Linked DNA regions of Mus musculus: region 2 is linked to region 1. The links are chromatin contacts, called in public HiChIP or PLAC-seq maps. All regions are on one chromosome and are shown on one strand. Each heading gives the region's core, a stretch centred on a gene start, on an enhancer-like site or on the middle of the called end of the contact. The rest is flanking DNA. Distances are from core to core; before and after follow the strand shown. Region 1 overlaps Map4k5 (mitogen-activated protein kinase kinase kinase kinase 5). Region 2 overlaps Cdkl1 (cyclin-dependent kinase-like 1 (CDC2-related kinase)).

What was found. HiChIP or PLAC-seq counts read pairs in DNA pulled down with a chosen protein or histone mark.
Region 2: an H3K4me3 HiChIP or PLAC-seq map of fetal liver shows a contact between it and region 1, with 4 times the contacts expected there. The contact joins two enhancer-like sites. A contact is called at or near these places in 3 of 39 promoter capture datasets (the C10 cell line, liver and pre-B cells), 2 of 15 datasets of contacts at CTCF or cohesin (CD8 T cells and the NIH/3T3 cell line), 28 of 484 Hi-C or Micro-C datasets (the C2C12 cell line, the G1E-ER4 cell line, the MC3T3-E1 cell line and 17 more), 20 of 115 datasets of contacts at active chromatin or transcription factors (craniofacial prominence, embryonic basal ganglia, embryonic fibroblasts and 12 more) and 4 of 9 other capture datasets (adipose tissue, embryonic stem cells, liver and 1 more).

What each region holds. Positions count from the first base shown.
Region 1 is chr12:69,875,905-69,881,488 of GRCm38.p6, forward strand. The region is part of intron 1 of Map4k5 (mitogen-activated protein kinase kinase kinase kinase 5); the gene reads right to left. Among named protein-coding and RNA genes, the nearest start is that of Atl1, 14 kb to the right of the region's middle. Within about 2 kb of position 3,352, at least 123 of the 459 cell types and tissues checked have an H3K27ac peak or open chromatin away from gene starts, as enhancers often do. A contact at or near this core is called in adipose tissue, craniofacial prominence, differentiating embryonic stem cells and 9 more, where this site is marked.
Region 2 is chr12:69,755,478-69,761,061 of GRCm38.p6, forward strand. It overlaps Cdkl1 (cyclin-dependent kinase-like 1 (CDC2-related kinase)), which reads right to left. Exons shown (of 10, transcript NM_183294.2): 4 at 4,621-4,693; 5 at 1,731-1,821; 6 at 969-1,169. Among named protein-coding and RNA genes, the nearest start is that of Mir681, 5.7 kb to the right of the region's middle. RefSeq lists an enhancer at 1,932-3,785. Within about 2 kb of position 2,559, at least 124 of the 459 cell types and tissues checked have an H3K27ac peak or open chromatin away from gene starts, as enhancers often do. A contact at or near this core is called in adipose tissue, craniofacial prominence, differentiating embryonic stem cells and 9 more, where this site is marked.

The DNA.
Region 1 (5,584 bases), core at 2,102-4,601:
GTTCACACAAACTGTTAAAGCTGCATAAAACATTATATTCTTATCCTTAATATCAGATCTCATTTTCACTGTGACCAGTTGTATTCCATATGTGAAAATTAAATTCAATTACTGATAACTTCTTTACTCTTAGATTTAAATGTTAACTTTTGGCATAAAAAGAAGTACTACTCCATCAAAGAGGCAGGAATGGCTTTGGTAAATCACACCAGAGAAATAAGACAAAGAAAGGGGCACAAAGAACAAAGATGGAGGAGGAGGCCACTGGAGGAGACATCTTCAGAAAGACCCAGAGACTGAGAAAGCAGAGCAGAAAGCAGGAAAGACAGACAAGCAGGAAAGGGGACAACTATTACCGTCCACGACGGAAGTTCTAACGACAAACACACGATGAGCTCACATAGTCATCCTGAGGTGGACTAAGAACAGTCTTTAATTCCCCAGGTAGCCACTGCTCCTCAAACCATGAACAGTCAGGAAAAACAGCAGCAGAGAAGCTCCACAACCGTCTTACACTCTCTTTTTTGTCCTTGACTAAAAGAACTACCCATTACCTTCAGGTCTGTAGTTCTTGCTATAGTTCAGTGACTTAGTCTGTCCCGGTTGTAGGAAGCCTGGTTTGTAGATACTGAGCTGTCTGCACGCCAGTGAGACAGTACAGAAAAAATGTCAACAGGTTGAGTTAACTCAACTCCTGTGAGTCTTACTCAGTGAATTGTAACATGTGTTTTAGAACAATGATTCCACAATGACGATGGCTATTACACCTGGATTACTTTATGGGTTTTGGAATCTAAGATCCTACACACATATACAGTGTTATTTAATTCAATTAATTTAAATATAAAAAGATTTGGCTCAGAAATTCAAATGATTGATCAACAGGTGATGAGGTTCCTGTCAGGAAACAGAGTGTTTTCCTTTCCTTTTCAACTGTAACTTGGTAAAGTACTTAATTGTATAATATTTAACACTGACAACTTTTATTGAAAAAAAAATTCACTAACATAATAATCATCTTTCCCACTGAATTGATGGTTTCTATGAAGATTTTATTTATTCATTCGTTCACTGACGCATGGGGATAAATGCATGCTAGACAAGCTAAATTTCTAGGTCTCTGTGGTGATTTTTTAATATCATAGAATTTGACTTATAATACATTAAAGTCTTTTTAAAAAAAATCTTAAAAGTTAAACTTAATCCATAGAAAAGTATTTTAAATATACGGAAAACACACACACACACACACGGCCAGAAACCTTCCAGCATGTGTAAAATTCACCTTGAAGGATGGGATAAAATCCAGATTAAATTCTTTCCTCATCAGCCTGTAGCTAATGGAGGACTGGCCACTCAAGTGTTCGTACGCCAGCACCTTTCCTGACTGTCACTCTTTGTCTAGGACAACTCCCAAACCCTTCACTGGAATTCTATAGACAACAGGAAAGCAGCTATGGACAGAGTGAAGTTCCTTACCGGGAAGAAGAGCGGAAGGATAAGGGCAACAAGAACACTAGAGAGTCGCACATAACCACAGAAGGCAGGTAAGCCTCAAGTTAAGGCAAGGCTGTAAGACACACACGGTTAACACAGGAGACACTGCCTGACACAATTCCAGCCACAAACTAGCTTCAGGATAGCCCTTATCCCAAGTCTTGTTGGTATCTCAAGGCTGGGTAAGTGTGTAGTCCGAAAGCCTGACATTTGGAAGGCGCTCTACCGACCTGTGAATACAGAGAACACAGTACTCCAACTTCCTGTCACTGGAACATAACACTGAAAGTAGACTGAACCACTTTGGTTTTGCTCTTGTTGATTCATTGTTACTTTTATTTTCACAAACTAAAAAAAAAAATTGGCAAAAAAGCTATACAACTATCATAGAGTAAGATCTTGCTGTAAAAAAAAATTATAATGTCAGCCAACATGGTACTCCTCTGTCACCTTCCTACGGTAACCATGCTGACAGTTTCCAGTGTGTGCCTCCAGGCTTTGGATTAGGTTGGGTGGTTTTCTGTTTTGTTTTTTTTTTTTTTAAAGATTTACTTTTATTTTCTGTGCATGGGGTTCGCCTCACATATGGCTTACACCACCCACAGGCCTGGTGCTCACAGATATGAGAAGGACTCAGATCCTTGGAGCTGGACTGACATGTAGCTGCGAGCTGCCATGCGGGTTCTGGGAATCAACTGCAAGCCCTGTTGAAGAAGAGCCAGTGCCCTTAAGTGCTGAGCCGGCTCGGATTAGGCAGAGTTTTAAGAGTCTACACGCAGAGACACGGACAGTGCACATTTGTCTGTTCCTTACAGAGCTAAGCACATGATACAGCAATCTCTGCTCCTAGGCATGTACCCAAGTGAACCGAAAACTTACTTCTGCACACTGATGTTTATAGCAGCCAATCCATAATAAAATAAGACAGGTGACATTCATGATGTCACTCAATAGATAAATGGGTAACTGTGGTGCATCTACTGGTAATAAAGGCAGGAGCCAACAGGCCATGAGCACAGATGGAGGAGCCTTAAATAATGTAAACCGAAGAAGTCAACCTGAAGAAGCTATCAGTATAAACACAATAAGGTATAACCCCACCCAGAATAGAGCAGGATAGGAAGAGGCAGAGCTTCGGAAATGGGAAAACAACTACAACCACAACCACAACCTCCATACCAAACCCAACCAACCACAACAAAGGCCAAAGTTAAAGATATTATCTATCAGTGGTTAGCAAGAGAAATAAAGAGGGGGCGTGTAGAGGATTCTGGGGGCCGCCAAGGTTTTCTCTGAGAGGCTGCAACACTGGAAACACATCATCATGTGCTTTTCAAAAAGCACGCGCAGCGCCAGGAGCAAACCTTTATTTAAATGGAGGTACACACAGGCCTTCCACAAAAACGCAAGGCAACAAGGTGAACTTGAATACAGGTTAGGGATAGATAAATACATTCTATGTAACTGTCTGATCAACTTTGTAACTATAAAAATGCACAAGGATTAAGTCATCTGATAAGACACTTTCCAGAATTATTACTTAAAGAATATATCTGTTCAGACACATCAATTCTTAGTGTATAAACTGATGACACGGCTGCTCCTTGATATGATTAATGGGAGGTTTTTATTACAGATGAGAAAGAGAGAAACACATACATACACACACACACAGAGAGAGAGAGAGAGAGAGAGAGAGAGAGAGAAACAGTCAACAAAGAAATAGAGAGAGAGAGAGAGAGAGAGAGAGAGAGAAACAGTCAACAAAGAAATAGAATGGCCATGGTGGGCCAGAGGGAGGCTGCAAGAGAGGGCAGATTAGCAGAGCAGAGTATGGGAGGGGCAGCGGGTTAGAGGAGAATGAAGAGCAGTGGAGAGGAAAGCACAGAGCTGGAGGGAGTTTAGGGTAGGGGAGGAGATGCTGAGAAGGGCTAGGATGCTGGCCAGCTAAGACTGAAATGAGTAATGGGTGCTCTAGAGGCTGAGGGAGCCAGGAGGCCTGTGTGGGCTTTGATATGTTCATAGACACCACAGGTAGCCAGCCATAAATCCCTTCTACCAGAGAAAAGGGAAATCACTCCTGGAGGCAGAGAACCGGTTTCACAAGTTTCTGAGGAATGCTGGCTGCTATCTACCGACAGGAATGCTCCTATACCCCAGATGTGCTCATTTCTGGATACCTGGATTGCCTTGGGGGCTTGAGGGGTGGAGTTTCATTTGGACCGGGCAGGAACCAGTATAAACACACCATTTCAACTTAATAACTAAAGTGAAAAAAGTTATGCCCAAGGACTCCTTTTTTCTCCCCAGAGTGGCTCAGAAAGAAACAGAGCTTTGGAAAATTTGAAAACAACCACGGAAACTCAGAAAAATGGTATTTTAAAATCAGTTGTACTGTGTAGAAGCCAGAGTATATGTAGTTACAAAAGTAAAAGCAAAGAGCCACAAACTACAACCGTCACCGACAGAGACACTCAAATGTCAGCTTGCACTGGGAGACGGCTTTCTGTCGTCTCTGTAGGAAAGAACTGATGGGCAAATGTTTGTACTCGGTAATTTTCCAGCTGAATTTTTAAAACAGAAAGCAGTACCAGGCTCTTTTATAATGAAAGGCAAAGAGGCTTTCAGGGGGGGGGATGCCCATGTTCACACACACAGAGACTTTTCAGATTCAATTCAAATCAAGTGATCTTCCAGACACTTAACTATGCAATTTCACAATATAACCCAAAGCAGTACTGGATTTTGGAATACTGAATTGTAAACTCCAACACTCCCCTCCAGTGTACTGTGCTTTAAACTAACACAGAGAATTTGAAGATTTTGTACTGCTTACAAAATGAAATAAATTCCCACAGCACTCTACAAAGAAATCTTAATATATTAGTTCCTATATTAGCAAGTTATTTGTATAATACGCAGACAGGCATGGTAAGCACCCAGAAATTCAATACAATGGAATTAGGATAGTTATACATCTTAGTTAATTCTTACCAGATGGCTACTCAAATTATTACATGGAAAAAGATAAATTTATCTATAAAGTCATCTTACTCCACAGTAACTTTCTTCTTGCATACTTTTAGGGTTACAAAACTTTATGAAGCCAACTGAAGGCTTTGACTTCACTTCCTCCATTTTTTAAAAAAAAAATAACTAGAAAACAGGAGTCTCAATATTCAGTAAGGTTCTCTGTGTCCAGAAAGTGTTCGGTAGGGTCATCAGGTTTCCAGACCTCAGATGGAAGAACTGGAATAACACTACAAAAATTAACAACAGAGCATCTACAAGGTTTAAAGAAAGGAATAGTAGCTGGCTTATACACAAAAGAAGTAACTAATTGTGCCTCAGGCTTTAAAGTCCTATGTCCAATTCTTTAAGGACATTATTTTTTAACGAGTTCATTCATACCACAATACTACAGAGTACTTACTGTGTGCCAGGCACTGGTACTGGTACTAGTGATGTAATAGAACCTGTACTGTAGTCTTCAGGGAGTTTTTCCTGGTAGGGGGGCTACAAAAGTAGAGGGAGAATACACTAGAGTTGTATGAACTCTCGAACATTACAAAGCCTGGGGGTGTTCTCAGCCCAGGCTCAGTGCACTGGAGAAAAGGTTTCCAAGGGGGAAATAAATCCAAAATGAGATAACAGAAGAGATTTTCCGGGTGGTGGGAAAAGGTGCCATTACCCGGTTATGCATGGCAGAGTTCTGTGCAACACTCAAGGGCAGTTGAGTGACAGGATGGACAGTTCCAAGAAGTCAGTGTCTGCCACTAACTGGTCATAATAATGGTGAGAGGTAAGGACAGTCTGAAGCTCAGGACAGACTGTTGCACTCTCTGTTTTCCTCTAGCCATTACCCACTAACTTCTAGGCTTTTTCTCTGACAGCTTAACAACTAGCCCAGGCAATTCCCTCATTATCCCCACTCGCCACCACTCCTGCGGGAGTCCAACCTTTAGCTCCACCCTCCCGACCTCTCAGTCAGGGCTCTAACTCAATTTCTGATCCTCTTAGCCCTACGTTGGTATTGTGGGGTGTGCTCCCACGCTCAGTATATACAGTGCTGAGCTCAGGGCTTTGT
Region 2 (5,584 bases), core at 1,309-3,808, 120 kb before region 1:
AGAGAAACCCTGTCTCAACAAACAAACAAATGGAAATACAGTCTCACCCTCAGGTGGCCTTCAGTACTTTGGGAAGACAAAGCTCTATGGTGATTGCTGGTAATACAAGAGTTATGGAGCAGAGAAAGAGTGCTTTAAATGGCGTTCCTTAGCAGAGTAGAATCTAACTCCTGGATTCTGAAAACAGCAACCACTAGTTATGGATCTCTTTTACTGTACCCTCCTCCCTTTTCTCTTCTGTCCTTCCCATTGCCCTTAATTGTAGGAGGGGGGCACGGTGAACAAGACTTTCTTCTCGACACTTAGAAGGCTGAGGTTCTTCCTCTACGGTAATCTGAATAATCCAAAACTTGTCAGGCAGGCTGCAGTAAGGACATCTGGATGAATCACCTCATCCTAATGCAGGCTTAGCATCCCTCATTAAAAATTCTGAGACTGAGTGCCAACATGATCCTACAAGTAGGAGATGCTACACTCGACTCCAAGTGTCATGGTCAAATGCGGGCACGCTAGAACGATCATATAACCAGCCTTTAGGATATGGGAAGAAATGAAATGAAACATAAATGAATTTTCTGTTTAGACTCGGGTCCCTTCCCTTACATACCACATTGAAACCTCTAATGTCACAAACACTAGAGTCCCAAGCCGTCTGGATGAGGGATGTTCAGCTTGTAACATGGAAGCCGCCTGTGACCAGCTAAGTCCTTGCAGTAGTTCTGTTGCCAGGCTTAACACATTTAGAAGTTAAGAGGATCTGACCTAAGCTTAAGAGATTAGTCTATATATCCTGGACAATTAGTAAATTCCCAGTAATCATTAAGTCTTGTCATTTGAACAAACCATAGACACTTTTAATGGAGCCATTTCAGCGAGGCTGAGAAATGTCTGTTTCCTAAAGGTGTCAGGTAAGCAGGGGGTGTGGGAGAAGCGAGCAGGTTCTCTCAAAGTCAGCGGAAACCACTTACCCAGGGTTTTCCTTATCAGGTAGAGCTGATCCACGTCAGATTTTCCTGGCCATAGAGGCACTCCGGACAGTAACTCAGCAAACACACAGCCAATTGCCCAGACATCTACAGGGGGACCATACTGCGTGTCTCCCACTAGCAGCTCGGGTGAGCGGTACCACCGGGTGGCCACGTAGTCCGTGTAGTAGTCACCTGGTCCAGCTGGCCGGTGCAGAAACGTGGAAAACAGATCAGTGGAAGCCCGGAGTCAAAACTGAGCAGGGAAAAACCTAAGAAATGAAGCTTTTCCGAATCACCATTCTCAGTGCTAGCTGCTGGTTGTCATCACTTGGCTGTAGGATGTTTTAAATTACTGATACTTGGGCTTCCTCCCGGCCCAATTAATCCGAACACTTGGAGAGGGCCCAAGGCTACCCGCATACTTTTTAAAAGTTCCTTGGGTGTTAATCTATAGCCAAGATTAAAAGGCATTCATCTGAAGTATTAATTCTGGTAAGTATTGTTTGGGGGGTTGGAGAAGGCAGGAGATTAGCAGGCTTTATAATAACTTTTGTGCTACAATTTACATATAGCATACATATCTAAATTGTTGTGTATTTATACATTTTTCAAGTTATATTTCATTACAAGATTTGGCAGGAACCGTAATTTGTTGCAAGATTATTCCCGGGGCAGAATACAAGAACCAGCTTTCTGTAGTATGGAAACCAGCTGTCCCAGCAAGAATGTTCCTTTTACATTGAAGAAGCCGTGGGTACTCACTGAGAAGCCGTGCGAACCCAAAGTCACAGAGCTTAATGGCTGACTGTTTGGTGATGAGAATATTTTCCGGCTTCACGTCTCTGTGTATGCACTGGTTAGAAACAAACAAACAAACAAAACAAAATGTCATGAAGGTGCAACTCTAATATCTGCCACGAGTAAAGGGCTGGAATATTTAGCAGATATTGGATATATCAGTTTAATCTGCCATTGACCTGTTGGATACTAAAACAGCAGACTAAAATAAACCTAGTTCCATACCTACAGACAGAATCATTTCAAATTCTTGAGTGGCCACAAAAACCAAGAAGTGTGATAGGAAAAATGACTGTCAAGAGCCAGACTCAGCAAATAAAAACACGTGAGATACCTAGTTACGTTTGGATTTCAGATAAACGACTTTTTTTTTCAGTGCTGGGCATCAGTCCAGAACCTTAGCCGAGCACGCCACCTGACCTCCACCTCCAACCCAACTAAAATGTTAAGTATATCTCAAACAGTCTGCATTAGAAAAAGGAACTTTATATTTAACTAGGCATCACCCCTAACCTGCCTGCTGTCTATGAAGGGGGAAAGGACCGAAAGGCTTTGAGGCTTCAGCCTGTGGCAAGAACGACAGACAGATTGGAGCAGAAGCCCGGTTCACTGGAAGGCGGCTTGCTCGCTCGGTAAACAAGACAAGCCCTGGGCCTGCTGAGATAAGCTGGGAGAGAGAGGGCTGGAAGCTCGTGTGCCTGCCAAAAGATCGCCCTTCCAGCTCTGACATTTGTCCTGACAAGATAAACAAGAGCTGGCTGCGGCCTCGCCGTCCGGGGTGCGTCGTGGTCGCTAGGTGTCAGCTCTGTCCCACAGCACAGAGGAGCCCAGCGGGAGACTCTTGCATCCTGCCTCACCCGCTGGTATCAAGCTACATTCTTTAAGAGGGTGAAGCCACTACCAAGAGGAGCGCTTGAGGACTCCCACGGGACTTTCTTATTAAATGACAATGTCTTTGATAGATAGACAGATAAATAAATAAATAAATAAATAAATAAAATCTCTTAAGTCAACAACTTTTAATCAACGGTTAACATTTAAAATTGAGTTGGGACAAAATATTACTCCGGGTTCTTTGTGACCCCTCCCTTTTCCCAAGGGTTTTCCTCTCTGCTGGGAAACGCTGGGTCTTTCTGCCGCCCCAGTGACTGTTGGCCTGGAGCCTGCAACTCTTGAGGGTTCCTTGACCCCAGAATCCGGAAAGAGGACAGAGGCTCTTCGTGGGCGCAGCAATTCCCACTCCAAGGGACTTTTAGGGCGAGAGAGCAACGTTAGTGTTTCCCATCAGCATTATTATTCTGGAAAAAAAAAATGGAGGCGGGGTGGGGTGGATAAATTACCTTATAACCTACCTATCTGGTTCTCAGTAATCGATGGCCCTGGGCTCTGAAGTCTTTCACCAGCCATTTTGCATTTTGCTATAAATAGGTCCTTCCATGAATGTCGTGATGACATATGGGCAGAAGGACTCAGAAACAAGAATGTGCTCCACCCCCCCCCCCTTTGTTTGGGAATTCTTTCCAAGCTCAGCACCCTCCCCCCATCAGCCCCCCCCCCCCCCAGCACGTGGAGCCCAGCAGCGTCTGCGGCTCTCCAGAGAGCTGTGGTATGCACTGTATTTATCTTCACTTTCCTCAGATCTCCCCCACCAGGGCTGGCTGGCGAGCTTTCTCGTTCTTTCTGCCCCCTCCTCTCCCCTTCCCTCTGTATCCTCCAGCCCCACTATCTGTCCTGCCACCCTTATGCTGAAACTTGTTTGTTGGGAAAGTGCTAATCACCGATCAAAGCGTCTAGCATCCACTCGTCCTGCCTTAAAATGACTGTTTTCACTGTAAGGAGTCAAACCCAAGGCTTCATGCAGGCAAGGCAAGAGGTCTAACCATGGAGCGACACTCCAGCTCTGATAAGGATTCTAGGCTTCCGATAATGAAAGCCAAAATAATGACTGTTCCCGTGTTTTCTCCTTGTAAGCAGCTTCAGGAAAACTTACTTGGGGCAAGCTCAGAGGGGATTTAACCCCTCGGGCCTGGGTGACCAATAACTGGAGTCCAGTGAAACTCTAAAATTCCCTTCTGGGATTTTGAGTGTTTTTAGTGGTTGGACTCTGATTCCACCCCCCCACACACACACCTTTTTCTTTTCTGCTATATTGATTAATTGGTTGGTTGATTGATCGCAGTACTGGGAATCAAACTCAAGGGCTCATTCATTCTGAGTACTTGACCACACAACTGGGAGCCAGCCCAGGAAGCTGGCTTCCATGTGTAGAAAGGGGGCAGCTCTGTGTGGGGTGAGAGAGGAGAGCAGATTTTTCAGCATCTATGAAGCCATGTCACATGGGCAGTCTCCTACAGTGGCTCCCCCCGCACCCCCCCCCCCGCACCCGGCCCCCCGCCCTCCCCCCAGTCCAGCTGTGGCAAAAAGGACCAGACGCCCATTTAACACTCCTATCTCACCAGGGCAGACACTAGGACTTGGCGCCTAGGACTCCACCCATTGTAACTGCAGCAAGCATCTGGAGTTACCTCTTCCAGTTCAAAGTCTTTTGGGGAAACCAATCCAATAATACAGACTCTCTAAGTAAATGGGGTTCCTTCTTCCTCACATTTTACAAATTAAAAACAAAAACCAAAAACAAAAAACGACTAGTTTTTTTAAAATGATTTTTATAATGTATGTTTCCATAAGATCTGCCATCTTTAAGTTCCTTACTCCCCTCCGCCCCCAGGCTTAGGAAGATTTTCATGGAAAAAAACGTATACCCACAAAGGTGGGGTATGAACTTTGAATAAGGCTCGGTTTTGGCTCAAGAGAAGAAGCCACCTGGGTGTTCAAAGGGGGTCGGGACACTTACGTTATGTTTATGGCAGAAATTTACAGCCTGCAGTGTCTGCCAAGTTATGTTCTTCACGAGAGGCTCTGGTACCCTAATAAAAACAAAAGAAACAGCACAAACACATTCTTCACTCTAGCCATGGACCTCAGCTCAAGAAACCCAATCCAGACGGGGGCAGGCTTTGGGACTGAAAAATCCCGGGAGACACAGCCTCCTCTGGATCCACAGGCCATCAGCCCACAAATCCAGTGTTGAGAATGTGTGACCAGCATGCTGCTGAGTTGTGGGGAAAGCAGGTTAACAAAAATACAAACTTGGATTTTAAAAACAAAACAAAACAAAAAACAGGGAGGAACAGTGAAATATTTCAACAAATATTTATGACCTGGGACTGCCTGAAATTTGAACTCCTCAGTTTTTTTCTTTGTCTTGTTTTGTTTGTTTGTTTTGTGTTTTTTTTTTTTTTTTTTTTTCCGAGACAGGGTTTCTCTGTGTAGCCCTGGCTGTCCTGGAACTCACTCTGTAGACCAGGCTTGTCTCAAACTCAGAGATCTGCCTGCCTCTGCCTCCCAAGTGCTGGGATTAAAGGCGTGCGCCACCACTGCCCGGCTTGTTTTGTTTTTAAAGAGAGGGTTGAAGCATGGTCTTGCTAAGGTGGCTCCAAGACCTAAAATTCGAGATCATCCTGTATTAACCTCCAAGTGCTGGGATTACAGGCTTGCACCACCAAGCCCGGTTCTATAATGAGGCCCTTGCTAGTTAATATACAGCACAAGAGATGGCGATGGCGTGCTCTGTGCTCCGGTTGCTCCAAACCGTGGTCCTGAAGCAAGGCTTCTGTTTGCGTGTTCAGCATTTCCAGATGCCTGAGTCACATGCTTTGTTTGTTTTCTTGGAAGGGAGAGGAAGGAGATTTTACTGAGACAAGGAGGAGGTTTATATTGCATACCATATAACTAAAGTTCAAAGTAACTGAAGACAC